Linked DNA regions of Sus scrofa: region 2 is linked to region 1. The links are chromatin contacts, called in public HiChIP or PLAC-seq maps. All regions are on one chromosome and are shown on one strand. The core of a region is the stretch at or near the end of the contact, and the rest is flanking DNA. Distances in the headings are between cores, read along the strand shown.

Region 1 (6,102 bases), core at 1,875-4,374:
GCTCTGGCATAGGCTGGCGGCTAAAGCCCCAATTAGACCCCTAGCCTGGGAACCTCCATACGCCACGAGTGTGGCCCTAGACAAGGCCAAAAAAAAAAAAATTTTTTTTCTCAGCTTGGTGAAATTCTTGTGATGTTATTCAGTCATTTTAACAATTACAAAATAAACGTATATACAAAGATAATTGTACCAGACAGCCTTTTCTAAGCCAGATAGGATTAGAGGGATGAAGTCATGAATCCTGAAGATGATGCTAGACCTTGGCTCTCTGGGCATCATTAAACCATGTGATTCAATGAAGGAGAACTTTTGGTCCCTGGGTACCAGCTCAGGCCACACACAGATCCTTTCAACCCTGGAAGCTATGTCTAAGGACATACCCATGTCCCTCTGTCTCAACTCTCCCCCTCATCTCCATTTTTCACTTACAGGTCTGAGCCTAAGCTTCTGGGTCCATTGAATTGCGTTTCTCATTAACTGAGGAGGGCAAAGGGCAGAAAGAGGGAGAAGGGGGCAGTCTTCAAAGCTGGATGGGGGGAGGTCCCACGGTAGCGCAACAGGATTGATGGCATTTTGGGAGTGCTGGGATGCAGGTTTGATCCCCGGCCTGGAACGGTGGGTTAAGGATCTGGCATTGCCACCGCTGTGGCTTGCCTTGTAACTGCAGCTTGGATCTGATCGTTGGTCCAGAAACTCCACATGCTCCAGGGCAGCCAAAAAAGAAACAAAAAATCTGGATGGGGGATGGAGACAAAGCAGGGGAAGAACATGGGCGGGAGTGCTTGAAGTACAAAGGCTCCTCAGAGCTTGGATTTTTATTTTTCCTTTTATTTTTGAAATTCTGCTTGGTGCTGCCACCTGCTGTCCTGCACGGGGAAGAGCCTAACAGGGAGGGGGCTGGGGTTTTCCAGATCAGGGAGGTTTTTCTGCAGCCTTCATTAGATCCCAGCACGTTAGAGGAGCTGGCTCTCTCTTGGAATCCAAACAGCCTCAGATTGGGCAGAAGGGGTGGGGCGGCGGCAGTTTCCTGTGTGTAGACAGCTTGCTCTGGGCCAGGACAGGCTGGGGCTTCCATGCCTGCTGTCAGGTAAGGAGAGGTAACAGGAGAGAGACAGAGAGCAGAGGGCCTGAGGAAGCCTGTGTCAGCTGGGCTGGGGTCCTGGGCTTCCGTCCTTAATAGTCAGGAGAGATCTGGATGGCCAGGGATTTAGGGGTAAGAGGGACTCTCCTGAAGTTGGGTCTGTATGCTCCCCAAACCCCAAGTCATCTCGGGTTTCAAGCTGGCTGCCATCGACCAAGGATATTTGGAAAAGGCTGAGTCAACCCCAAAGATGAGTCAGCCACTTGCTTGCCCCTCTTGTCCACCTTCCCTACGCTGTGAGTTATCTGTCTGGAAGTATCCACCGATCCTGCTTCTCTCCAGCTTAAAAACCTTTCAGTGACTTTGCCCTCTGAGCCTCAAGATGAAGCCTAAGCTCCTTGACTGTCAGGGTATATTCTTCATTCATAATTGGGGCAAATGGTAGGCACATCTCACCTGTATCTTTGGGATGAGCTCATGTGACGGGGCAGAGAGGGCGCGTATGTACCAGGTAGGTATTGGAGTTCTCAAGGCAGGTGACTGGTGAGGAAGGAAGCCCGTGGTAGCCGGTGTGTCTGGGAGCTGAGGTTGGTAGTGGAGGCAGATGGTCCCAGGGAGGGGGCCTGAGACTTCTTCCTGTTTCTCTGAGCTGGTGGCAGCAGTGGAGGAGGAGAGCGTGACATTCACTCCCAGCATAGCCCTGCCCCACCTCCTGTTCCCCAGCGTGAGTTCTGGCCATTGTCTTGTGACCCTGCCCCTCAGTGCTGGGCACTTTGCCCTTGGTTGAAGAGAGCAGCCTTGAGAGTGGAAGGGTGTCCTTGAGATGGCTCCGCTGGTCCTCACCTGGGGGCCTGGCTACCACCCTCTCTGGTCTTCATTTGGTCACGGGGCTTCTGGCCCTGGTTGCAGATCTGGACAGGTGAGCGTTCTGTTTCTCTCAGGTGACAGTCCAGGTCACGGCGTGGCAGGCTGGGGGGATGCCCATAGTCTGTGAATGTCGGGGGGAGCACAGTGGAACAGAGAGCCACTAAAACACTTTCCCTAGTGGCCTCCCCTTTCCAGTCACCAGAGTTGGCTAAACCCAATGGCATCTGCACCAAGTCTTTTTTTTTTTTTTTTTGGTGTTTTAAAGGCACACCTGGAGTTCCCGTCGTGGCGCAGCGGGAATGAATTTGACTAGGAAGCATGAGGTTTTGTGTTCGATCCCTGGCCTTGCTCAGTGGGTTAAGGATCTGGCGTTGCCATGAGCAATGGTGTAGGTTGCAGACATGGCTCGGATCTGGCATTGCTGTGGCTGTGGTGTAGGCCGGCACCTGTAGCTCTGATGTGACCCCTAGCCTGGGAACCTCCATATGTCGCGGGTGCGGCCCTAAAAGGACAAAAGACAAATAGATAAATAAATAAATAAAGGCTGCACCTGTGGCATATCTTTTTGTGGCTGGACAGGCTTTTATTGCCCTGAGTCACCTGCCTCCCATCCCTTCATCAGCTGTCAGGGCTATGCTGCCAGGAGGAGAGTCATGTGTGATGAAGCTCGTAGTTGAGAAACTGTGTTCCTTAACGTGTTGTGTCACAGGACACTTGCACACTTAGCAGTTTAAAACCACAAAGATATATTCTTTGATATAGTATCGAGGGTCAGGAATCCAGAAGCAGCTTCAGTAGGTGGTTTTGGCTCAGGGTCTCTCACAGCCATGAGGTTTTGACTGGCCCGGAGGCTCTGCTTCCATGATGGTCCCCTCTGATGGCTGAGGGCTGGAGGCTTAGTTTCTTGCCACATGGCCCTTTTCACAGGACCCTTGAGTGTCCCCATGACAGGGCAGCTGGCTTTCCCCAGAGGGATCTAGGGTAGGAAGGGCGAAGTGGAGTTCTCTTGTGGGTCAGTGGGGTAAGGTGTTGTCACTGCAACTGCAGCATCTCTGTCGTGGTGTGGCAGGTTTGATCCCCGGCCCAGAAACTTCCGCATGCCTCGAGTGCAGCCAAACAAACAAACAAACAAAACAAAGCTCAAAGCAGAAGCCAAAATATATTTGCTTTAAAATTTTGTATTGTGGTAAGAGCACTTAACATGAGATCTACCCTCTTAATAAAGTTTTAAGTGTACAGTGTATACTGTAGGCGCACTGTTGTGTAGACAATCCAAAATGTCTGTTATAGTCTAGCCTTGGAAGTAATGTAGTACCCCTGCTGCATATGCCATTGGTCACACAGACCTACCCGGATACCGTGTGCGAAGAGAAGACACAAGAATGGGAATTCTGGGGACTTGGGGGCCCTCCTGGGGGCTGGCTCTCACAGAAGTACACATATTCTTTTAGCACAATCCATGCAGAAGATGAGCTGGCAGGCTGTTATTTTTGTGAGATATGGTTGCATTGCAGATGCTCTGAAGCCAGAGCGCCCTCTCCTCCTCATCCCTGCCGTCTGAAGGGTTCTGTCACCCACCCCATCCAGGAGCAAGATGGCACAGGTCCAAGTGTGGCCTACAGGGCACCAAACACCAGAGGAAGTGGGGCTCTGGGAGGAGAGCAAAGGGTTAAAAAGGTCCAAGATGATGTTGAAAAGGAGAGGAATGGGCAGGAAAGAGAGACCCCAGAGAGGCTGCCCTTGCCAATCTTGGGAGGATAAATAACCACAGCGTGAGTGCCGAGAATCCAGGTCTGTGGGCTTTCACCAGCAGATTCTCCAAAGGGACAAATTCAGAGGCAGGAGATTTCAGTTCCAAAGCTCCCACCCCCGCCCCCTGGGCGATTTGTGTGGACTCTCAAGCCTGAAATAAAGTCCTTTAGTAAAGGACTCTTTAAACATGCTGCGTGTGTGCCTGGTTTGCTAATAGCGAGGCTGCTCGGCTGTCCCCTGCACCATCCCTTCCTTCCACAATAAGGGAGGTGATGGGTGAGGCTGCACTTGGACTTCAGATGATTGACTTGTATATTATTCTCTGTTCTAGTTCCCTTTGTTTCCTCCAAGACTTTCCCGAACCCTTATTGAAACAGTGTCCCCTTGTCCCATCTGTGCTACTCTTAAACAAGGGATGGGTGGTGAATGGCAGCAGCGGTTAAGGGGGCCATCCAGGGAAATGAGTGCTTAGTGACCCAGCTGCCCCTTCCTGTGCTCGGGTACCCTCGTCACTGGGGACCTTGAAGACAAGCTAGGCTCTGGTTACATTAAGAATGACAGCAGTATCGTTACAGCTGGGTCAAGGACAGCGAGCGAGGCTTTTCTGCAAACAGCCAAGGAGAGGAGAGAGGAAGCCAAGGGGAGGGGCGGGTGTGGAAGACGGGATGGTAGATCCGTCCTAGAGCATCAAGGCCAAACAGACGGTCCCGGGAGGAGACAAAGGCACAGAAGTGAAATGATTTTCCCAAGGTCAAGAGAGGCGGCGATGGTGCCTCTGCAAGCAGTGTTTTTAGCTCTGTCTAGTTCTCCTGCCGGGACAATGAATATACCTTGGCTCCTGTTCTGGGCAGGGAGGAAAGCAAGAAGGTTCTGGGTCTTAGCAACTGTCTAGGAGGCGGATGAAAAGCCACATGGACAATGCAGTGCAAGGCAGACGCCTGAGGGATGCACATAGCCACGTGGAAGGAAAACTGGGTAGGCGATGGTTAAGGAGACCTCGGCCTCCTGGCTCACTTGTGGGCAAGGAGGGCTCCCACTGAGGCACCCACGGAGGGATTGCTGGAGCTTCTTCAGTGGAGAAGGAAGCCCAGGATGTGCTGCAGGGTGGAGGCCCCCCTACCCCCACCCCAGGCAGGGAGGATGCTGGCTGGAGTGGGCATCCGTGCGGAAGAAGGGTAAGGAGGCAGGAGGTCAAGGGCAGGTGGCTGCACCTGCAGCTGGGGACTGGAAAACGCTGGGCCTGGGCAGAGCCCCTGCTGTGGGGGTCCAGCTCCTTGGCTGGTGCAGCTTCAGTGGGTACCGTTTTGAGGGGCTCAACGGGGGCGCAGGGATGAAGCCTGGTGTCTTTGAACAGCCACTGCAGGGTGCTGGGGCGGGGCCTGTCTCATCAGCTCCATCTCTCCTGCACTGAAACCTCCTCTCAGGGAACAAGGAGGTAAGAATGGCTGTGGCTTCTGCAGGAGCAGAAGTCTTGCCCCGATGCTGGCACAAGGGCCTGGCAGGGTGGTGCTGTCTGCACTGCACATTTGTCCTCAAGGGGATGAAGGGCGTAGGATACAGTGGGATTCTGGCAACGACGCCCCTCCATCCATCACCCCCAGATGTTTTACCTGCCTGGACTGCCCAGGCGAGGCTGTCTCTCAGTCTCTGGTGTCAGTCACTTAACACTTTGGCGTGACCTCAGGGCATGGGCAGTGAGGCCTTATTCTCACCTCTGGAACACAAGGCTTTTCGAACAGTTAAAAGGATTTCAACGGGTGGAGAGTAGGGGATAAAAAAAACACAGTGAGAGCTAAGCTTCATCAGGGCTTGCTCCATTCCAGGCCCTATGCTGAGTGACTTTTACATAGAAATTTCACAAAATTTCCAGCAGGAAGAAAGTACTTTTTTTTGTCTTTTAAGAGCCACACTGGTGGCATATGGAGGTTCCCAGGCTTGGGGTTGAATCAGAGCTGTAGCTGCCAGCCTACACCACAACCAAGCAGTGTGGGATCGGAGCTGCGTCTGCGACCTACACCACAGCTCATGGCACCCCAGGATCCTTAACCCACTGAGAGAGGCCAGGGATCGAACCCACATCCTCATGGATGCTAGTGGGGTTCATTAACTGCTGAGCCACGATGGGAACTCCAGGATGGAAGTACTCTTGATGTTGTCTTGTGTGGCCACTGCTGTGGCTCATTTCCTGAGGCTTAGCGGCTTGTCTATGTTCACACAGCCAATAAGAAAGAGGTGCTGCTGAACACCTGAGCCTCCTTGCTGGACCACTGTGTAATGCTCCCTCCCAATCTTGGTGATTTTAGGCTCATCTAGAACCTCCGAGGCAAGTGGTTTGTCCGTGAACCCGAAGGCCTGGCGATGCTGGTGACCCTGTGTTTCGGCACTGCCCATGGGGACAGCAT
Region 2 (6,102 bases), core at 2,275-4,774, 440 kb before region 1:
CTAGACGTGGGGGAGGGGCGGAAGGGCCCTCTCCTTTCTCCCGCCTCCAGCGAGAGGTCAGGTTTGGGGGGCAGGGGTTGGGGGGAATGTAAAGCAAAGATATAGTGGCTGCCCCAGAAAAGCGGGGACACTGGGATTTCATTTCACCAGGGAGAAGGGGGGACTTGGGGGCCCACACAGGCTCAGTAACCTCAGCCTGCCTGCGGCTGCAGTCACATGAGCACATCACTACACACACGTGCGCATGCAAGGCCGCGTGGAGGTGCCAGTAAACTGAGGGGTGTGCACCAAGATTCCCTAGAACATATAAATCCATGTGTAATGCAGCCTGTAACACACATGCATGTTCACAGAGGCACGGGCAGCTGGTGGGGGAGGAAACACACACAGCAGGCACAGCCCCCACCTTCACACACATACACATCACACACACACACCTGACCCCAGACATAAGAGTGAGCAGGCAGCTTCAGGAGCACAGATGGCTGCAGGTGGGCACATGCAGATCCCAGCCACAAGGCACTGAGGGGCAAAGAGAGACCCTGGGAACTGCCCCCTCCAACCCCAGCCTCCACGCCCCCCCCCACACACACACTTTCCTCCCACCCCCGAGTCCCTGTTCTGCAGCTCCCCATGTGTGTATGGGGGGTCCAGGCTCTTTTTGTCCTCAGTGACCCTCTGGGACCTGTCCTATTGCCCTCTGAGCCGGGCTGGGCACCAGTCTTTGCTGAGATAAGTCAGAGGGGCAGGGTTATTTTTGCACCGGCAGGAAGTGAGAACAGGGGGTTTAAAAGTGCACAGGAGGCTAACTCATGACCCTTCCCTCCCTCTCATCCACACCACTGGCCCGTGGTGTCCACCCTTCTGGTGCCTGACCAGCGATGCAGAGGGGAGCTGAACAGAAAGGGATGGGCAATTTGGGACAGTGATGGGGGCAGGGAGGGGAGAGACACCTCCTGTCTGTCTAGCTTCTTCCTGTCTGCCACCCTCTCCCTGGGCTCCCCCCTCCCACGCTCTCCCCCCACTACCACCTTCACCAAAGCCCTTGATCTCCTCATCTCCTCTTTGTAGGAATCCACATCCTTGAAAGGTTTGGAATCTCAGATCTCTGGACATCATCTCTAGAAGAGTTCCAACCACCTTTCAGATGCTGGCAGCCACAGGCCAGTTGGCACACGAGTCCCACCCCTCCTGCGGTGTGTGGTGCCGACTGAGCCCACTTCCTCTGCTCTGTCCTCAGGCAGCTCAGGGCCCGAAGATGTGCCCGCTCCCCACAGACAGTAACTCTCAGCACCCCTTCACATGGGTCCTTTCAGATGCTCCCTACAGATCCCAACGGTGCTGAGCCTCCAGTGGAAGCTTCATGAAGTCTAAAGGCCTTGTGACAAGCTCCGTCCCACAGCGGCCCCAGGACACAAATGAATCCTGCCCATCTGCTTGTCCTGAGTCTAAGGCAGGGAGTTTAACGAGGTCACCAGGGTGAATGGATGGCCTCCTCCTGCCCCAGGGGCCACGTTCTTCCCACTGCCATGTTTATCCATCCTCCCTCGTCCCCAGTCCAGGCCCGCTCTGCTTCCTCCAGCCCAGATCCCTGCTCCAGCTTCCCCCTACCCTTCCCCACCTGAGACTCTCTTCTTGCCTTTCCAACCCCATCCCCGGCTGCAACTTTTCCCTCTCATGTCTCCCCACGGTTTTTCTGGAAAAAGGCAGAAAGCAAAGGCGACCTACAGCTCAATGATTGATGTGTGGTTGTCACCTCCCCACCAGCATACCTCTCCCCACCCTGCGGACAAGAGCTGGAAAAACAGGAAACAAGGTCCCAATCAAGACCTAGGTGGGATCTGGAGTTCCCATCATAGCTCAGCCGTTAATGAACCTGACTAGCATCCATGAGGATGAGGGTTCGATCCCTGGCCTTGCTCAGTGGGTTAAGGATCTAGCATTGCTGTGACCTATGGTGTGGGTCGCAGATGCACATCGGTCCTGAGTTGCTATGCCTGTGGTGTAGGCCAGCAGCTATAGCTCTGATTGGACCCCTAGCCTGGGAACCTCCATATGTGTTGGGTGTGGCCCTAAAAGACAGGAAAAAAAAAAAAAGACCTAAGAGGGTTCAGCCCTCCATAGCCTTGGGTGGTTCTCGCCTCCACAGGAGCCTTTGGCCTCGTGGACCTCGCCCTGACCTCAGGCAGCACTCAAGTCTCTGCTTTCCCCTTCCTGTGGGCACAGGTATCAGAGGCCGAAAGAGCTGGGTTCTAGGGTCCCTCAGTTGCCAGGAAGTGAGGCTCATGGGTTGAGTAGGTTTCTGCCTCCCGTTTAATCCTTGCCTCCATCTTCCCTTCTGCTACGACCTTCGCTCACCCTGAAGCGACAGGCGACACAACCCCTTCCGTCAGGGAGGCCCCCGTGAACATAAGGACTCGGTGGGCAGCTGCCTCATGGTTGGGACACAGAGGGACCAGAAGGCCTTGCCCGCTCTCAAATATCTCCCCCAACCCATGCTCAGTATCTGAAATTTTATCCACTTCGGGACCCTCACAGGCCACATTCCCGCAGAACTGTAGGGACCCTGGACACAGTTCATCTAATCCTCCGATAAAGACAATGCCCTGGGTTAAGGCAGCGTCTGTCCAAGACACCACTGAAGCACACTGGTTACATTGGAAGGATCCCCGTAAGGGCACAGCTGAGCCTTGACCCTGCTGATGGGGTTTCATCAGATGAGTTCATTGTCACCGGCAAAGGCCCGGCCCTGGGGCGAGTGGGTTTTAGGGCTTGCGTTGTCTAAGAGTAGGAAAGGGCTGGCAACCAGCCCCAGAGGGCCTTCCTCGGTGGCCCTGGGATTGGGGTTCAGCTTGACAGTGGGGACCTGACCGGTGAAGGGGAGGACACAGCCTCGGGGACAGCCAGGGTGGGGCTTCAAGATCTAGGGCAATCCTCTGTCCCCTGTCTGTGGGCCCAAGCCTGTCCCTTTGGGCTTTTGACTGAAACATTTTCCCAGGGCCCACAGCCTACTTTCACCTCCACCCCCCCCCACCCATGTCCTATTTCTAAAGGAGAGGGGCTGCCCCTGGGGGGCTCCCCCCAACCTGTGATGCCCCCATACCTGTGCTCGCTGAGGCTCCGCCGCTGCCTTGAGCTGGCTTCCGCTGCTGCCTGTTCTGGGCTGGGCTGGGCTGGTAGGACCTGCTCCAGGCAGGCGGACACACCCACCTCCGCAGCTGTCAGCAGATCCCAGCTCCCTGCACTCGCCCAACCCTGCGTGGGGCAGGGAGACAGAGGAGGAAGCACTGCCCTCAGTGGTCCACAGACAGGTCAGAGGAGAAGAATCCCCAGCGGATAAAGGCACTTCATCTGGCCCCAACCATCGCTGACTGCTGACTGTCCCCTCATGGCTCACACATTTCCCACAGTTTCCGGTGAGCCTAACTGGCACACCCACCCAGTGATGCCAGATGACTAACCCACCAGCCTTTTGTTCTCATCAGTTCCTCCTGGCTGTCTGTCTCTCTGTTGGGTTCCTGCAGGTGGTTTCACTCTTGCCACATGTAGCTTCTATCTGTGTGTATGTGTGTGTGTGTGGGGGGGAACCAGGGCTCAGATGACAGCCTCTGGTCTCTGTACCCCGGGCTGAGCCCCTTGTTTTCTACATCAGTAGGACCGGGCATGGTGTTTGCAGTCAGTACTCAAAAACAAGCGGCAGGTGAAAAAGGACACTGTGGTCGAATGAGAATGGAGAGACTAAGTGGAAAAGGTTTCTCTGTTACAGAGCTTCTCAGAGGTTTCAACATCCCATTAAAAGGCCAATGGCATGTTGATAATCAAAGCTGATAAAGGGTAGATGGAGATGCTTGACACTGTTCTTTGTGCTATATTCTACATATTGAGCTTCTCCATAATGTTTTCTCTTTTTTGTCTTTTTAAGATCGTACTCACGGCATATGGAGGTTCCCAGGCTAGGAGCTGAATCGGAGCTACAGCTGCCAGCCTAAGGCACAGCCACAGCAACGTTGGATCCGAGCCACATCTGCAACCTACACCACAGCTCATGGCAAAACTGGATCCTTAACCCACTGAGCAAGGCCAGGGATCGAACCCACGTCCTCATGGATACTAGTCGGGTTCTTTAACCACTGAGCCACGACAGGAACTCTGTAATGTTTTCTTCTAAATGCTGTGCAGTTTCCCTCATATGTGTGTATCCAGAACATGTTTTGGGGGATCCCAGATTATTAAAGGCTGATGCTGGAGTCACAGCTCCAAGCATGTCATTAAGATGCAGTTCCTGGAGTTCCCGTCGTGGCGCAGTGGTTAACGAATCCGACTAGGAACCATGAGGTTGCGGGTTCGGTCCCTGCCCTTGCTCAGTGGGTTAACGATCCGGCGTTGCCGTGAGCTGTGGTGTAGGTTGCAGACGCGGCTCGGATCCCGCTTTGCTGTGGCTCTGGCGTAGGCCGGTGGCTACAGCTCCGATTCAACCCCTAGCCTGGGAACCTCCATATGCCGCGGGAGCGGCCCAAGAAATAGCAACAACAACAACAACAACAAAGACAAAAAAAAAAAAAAAAGATGCAGTTCCTCAAGGACCCAGCGTTGTCACTGCTGTGGTTCTGGTGGCTGCTGTGGCACAGGTTCAATTCCTGGCCCAGGAACTTTGTACATGTGTGGCTGAAAAACAAACAAAAGGTGCAGCTCCTCCCCACTTCACCGTTTTCAGACCATCAGACCTCTCACTTGATATCAGAGCAGGGGTTTCCTGAGCTCAACCACAGTTCTTTCCTCCCTCCTAAAAAGCTCAAGTTCGGCCCTACTGCCCTGCAGTTGGCCCACTAGACACGACCTCATTCAGATCATCCTCAGAGAGACAGTCCTACACTCACATCCGAGATCTTGGGATCAGGGCTTCAGAAATGAAGACACACACGCCCTTCGGCCCACAGGCTCCCCAAGACACTGGCTGTGACCTTCATTCCACCCCCCTGGCTTCTCAGGGCTTCTCCTCCTAACGGAGGGCTTGCTGCCCTGGGTACTACCCCTTTGATTCTCTTTCCTGCAGATGGATCCATAACTCCCAGGGGTTGGAGAGCTGACGCTGTGGGGCAGGGGGACAGGGCTGAGGATGGGATCATAACCCAAACAGGCCGCACAGGTTGAAAATAAACACTTTATGTAAAGACATCCTTTAAGGTGGGTGGAGTTCCCGTCATGTCATGACCCTTCCAGGACTGCTGCCCCAACGCCAGGGATCGGAGCCGGGTAAGAGACTCAGGCCAGAAGGGGAAGCCTGGGGTCCAACAGCAATGAAGAGTGTGGAAGGGGGGCCGGGGTGGGGACAAGATGGAGTCCAGCTCATCCAGCTTGGCCGAGAGTCAAGGTGCTGAACTCCTGGCTCCATCGAAGCACGAGGTCCTCACTCTTGGCCTGGGTCAGGACGGTGTACGTCTCATTCTGCAGACATCGCATGCGAGACACCTGCACGGGGATTGGGTGCACACTGTCTGAGTTGGAGAGCCAGGAGCCAGAGGTGTCAGAAGTCCATGAACCAGAGGTGGGGGATGGGGGGGTGGATGGGGCATGGGCACAGGGAGCAGAGCTGCTGGGAAACTCAGATGAGGATTTTTACAAAATTTTTAAATTAAAGTCGATTTACAATATCCTGTCAAATTCTGCTGTACAGCAAATCGACCCAGTCATACGTAAGACAAACACTTTTTTCTTTTCTTTTTCTTTTTTTTTTTTTTTTGCCTCTTAGGGCTGCACCCATGGCATGTGGAGGTTCCCAGGCTAGGGGTCGAATCAGAGCTACAGCTGCTGGCCAACGCCACAGCCACAGCAACTTGGGATCCAAGCTGTGTCTTCAACCTGCACCAGAGCTCATGGCAATGCCAGATCCTTAACCCACTGAGCAAGACCAGGGATCAAACCCACAACTTCATGGTTCCTAGTCGGAATTATTTCCACTGTGCCACAATGGGAACTCTTCTTTTTTTGTTTTTGCTTTTGTTTTTTTAGGGTAGCACCCGCGACATATGGAGGTTCCCAGGCTAGGGGTTGAATTGGAGCTACAGCTGCCAGCCTACACCACAGCCACAGCAAGACCACGTC

Evidence for each region. HiChIP or PLAC-seq counts read pairs in DNA pulled down with a chosen protein or histone mark.
Region 2: a contact with region 1 is called in an H3K27ac HiChIP or PLAC-seq map of alveolar macrophages. The contact joins the promoter of LPAR5 here to the promoter of CLSTN3 in region 1. A contact is called at or near these places in 1 of 47 Hi-C or Micro-C datasets (embryonic fibroblasts) and 1 of 2 datasets of contacts at active chromatin or transcription factors (alveolar macrophages).

Annotation. Positions count from the first base shown.
Region 1 is chr5:63,609,199-63,615,300 of Sscrofa11.1, reverse strand. It overlaps CLSTN3 (calsyntenin-3), which reads left to right and starts at 3,124. Exons shown (of 18, transcript XM_021092406.1): 1 at 3,124-4,875. The coding sequence starts at 4,683.
Region 2 is chr5:64,046,892-64,052,993 of Sscrofa11.1, reverse strand. LPAR5 (lysophosphatidic acid receptor 5) reads right to left here and starts at 3,524. Exons shown (of 2, transcript XM_005652601.3): 1 at 3,104-3,524. ACRBP (acrosin-binding protein) reads right to left here. Exons shown (of 10, transcript XM_003126533.4): 10 at 5,148-5,469. The coding sequence ends at 5,347.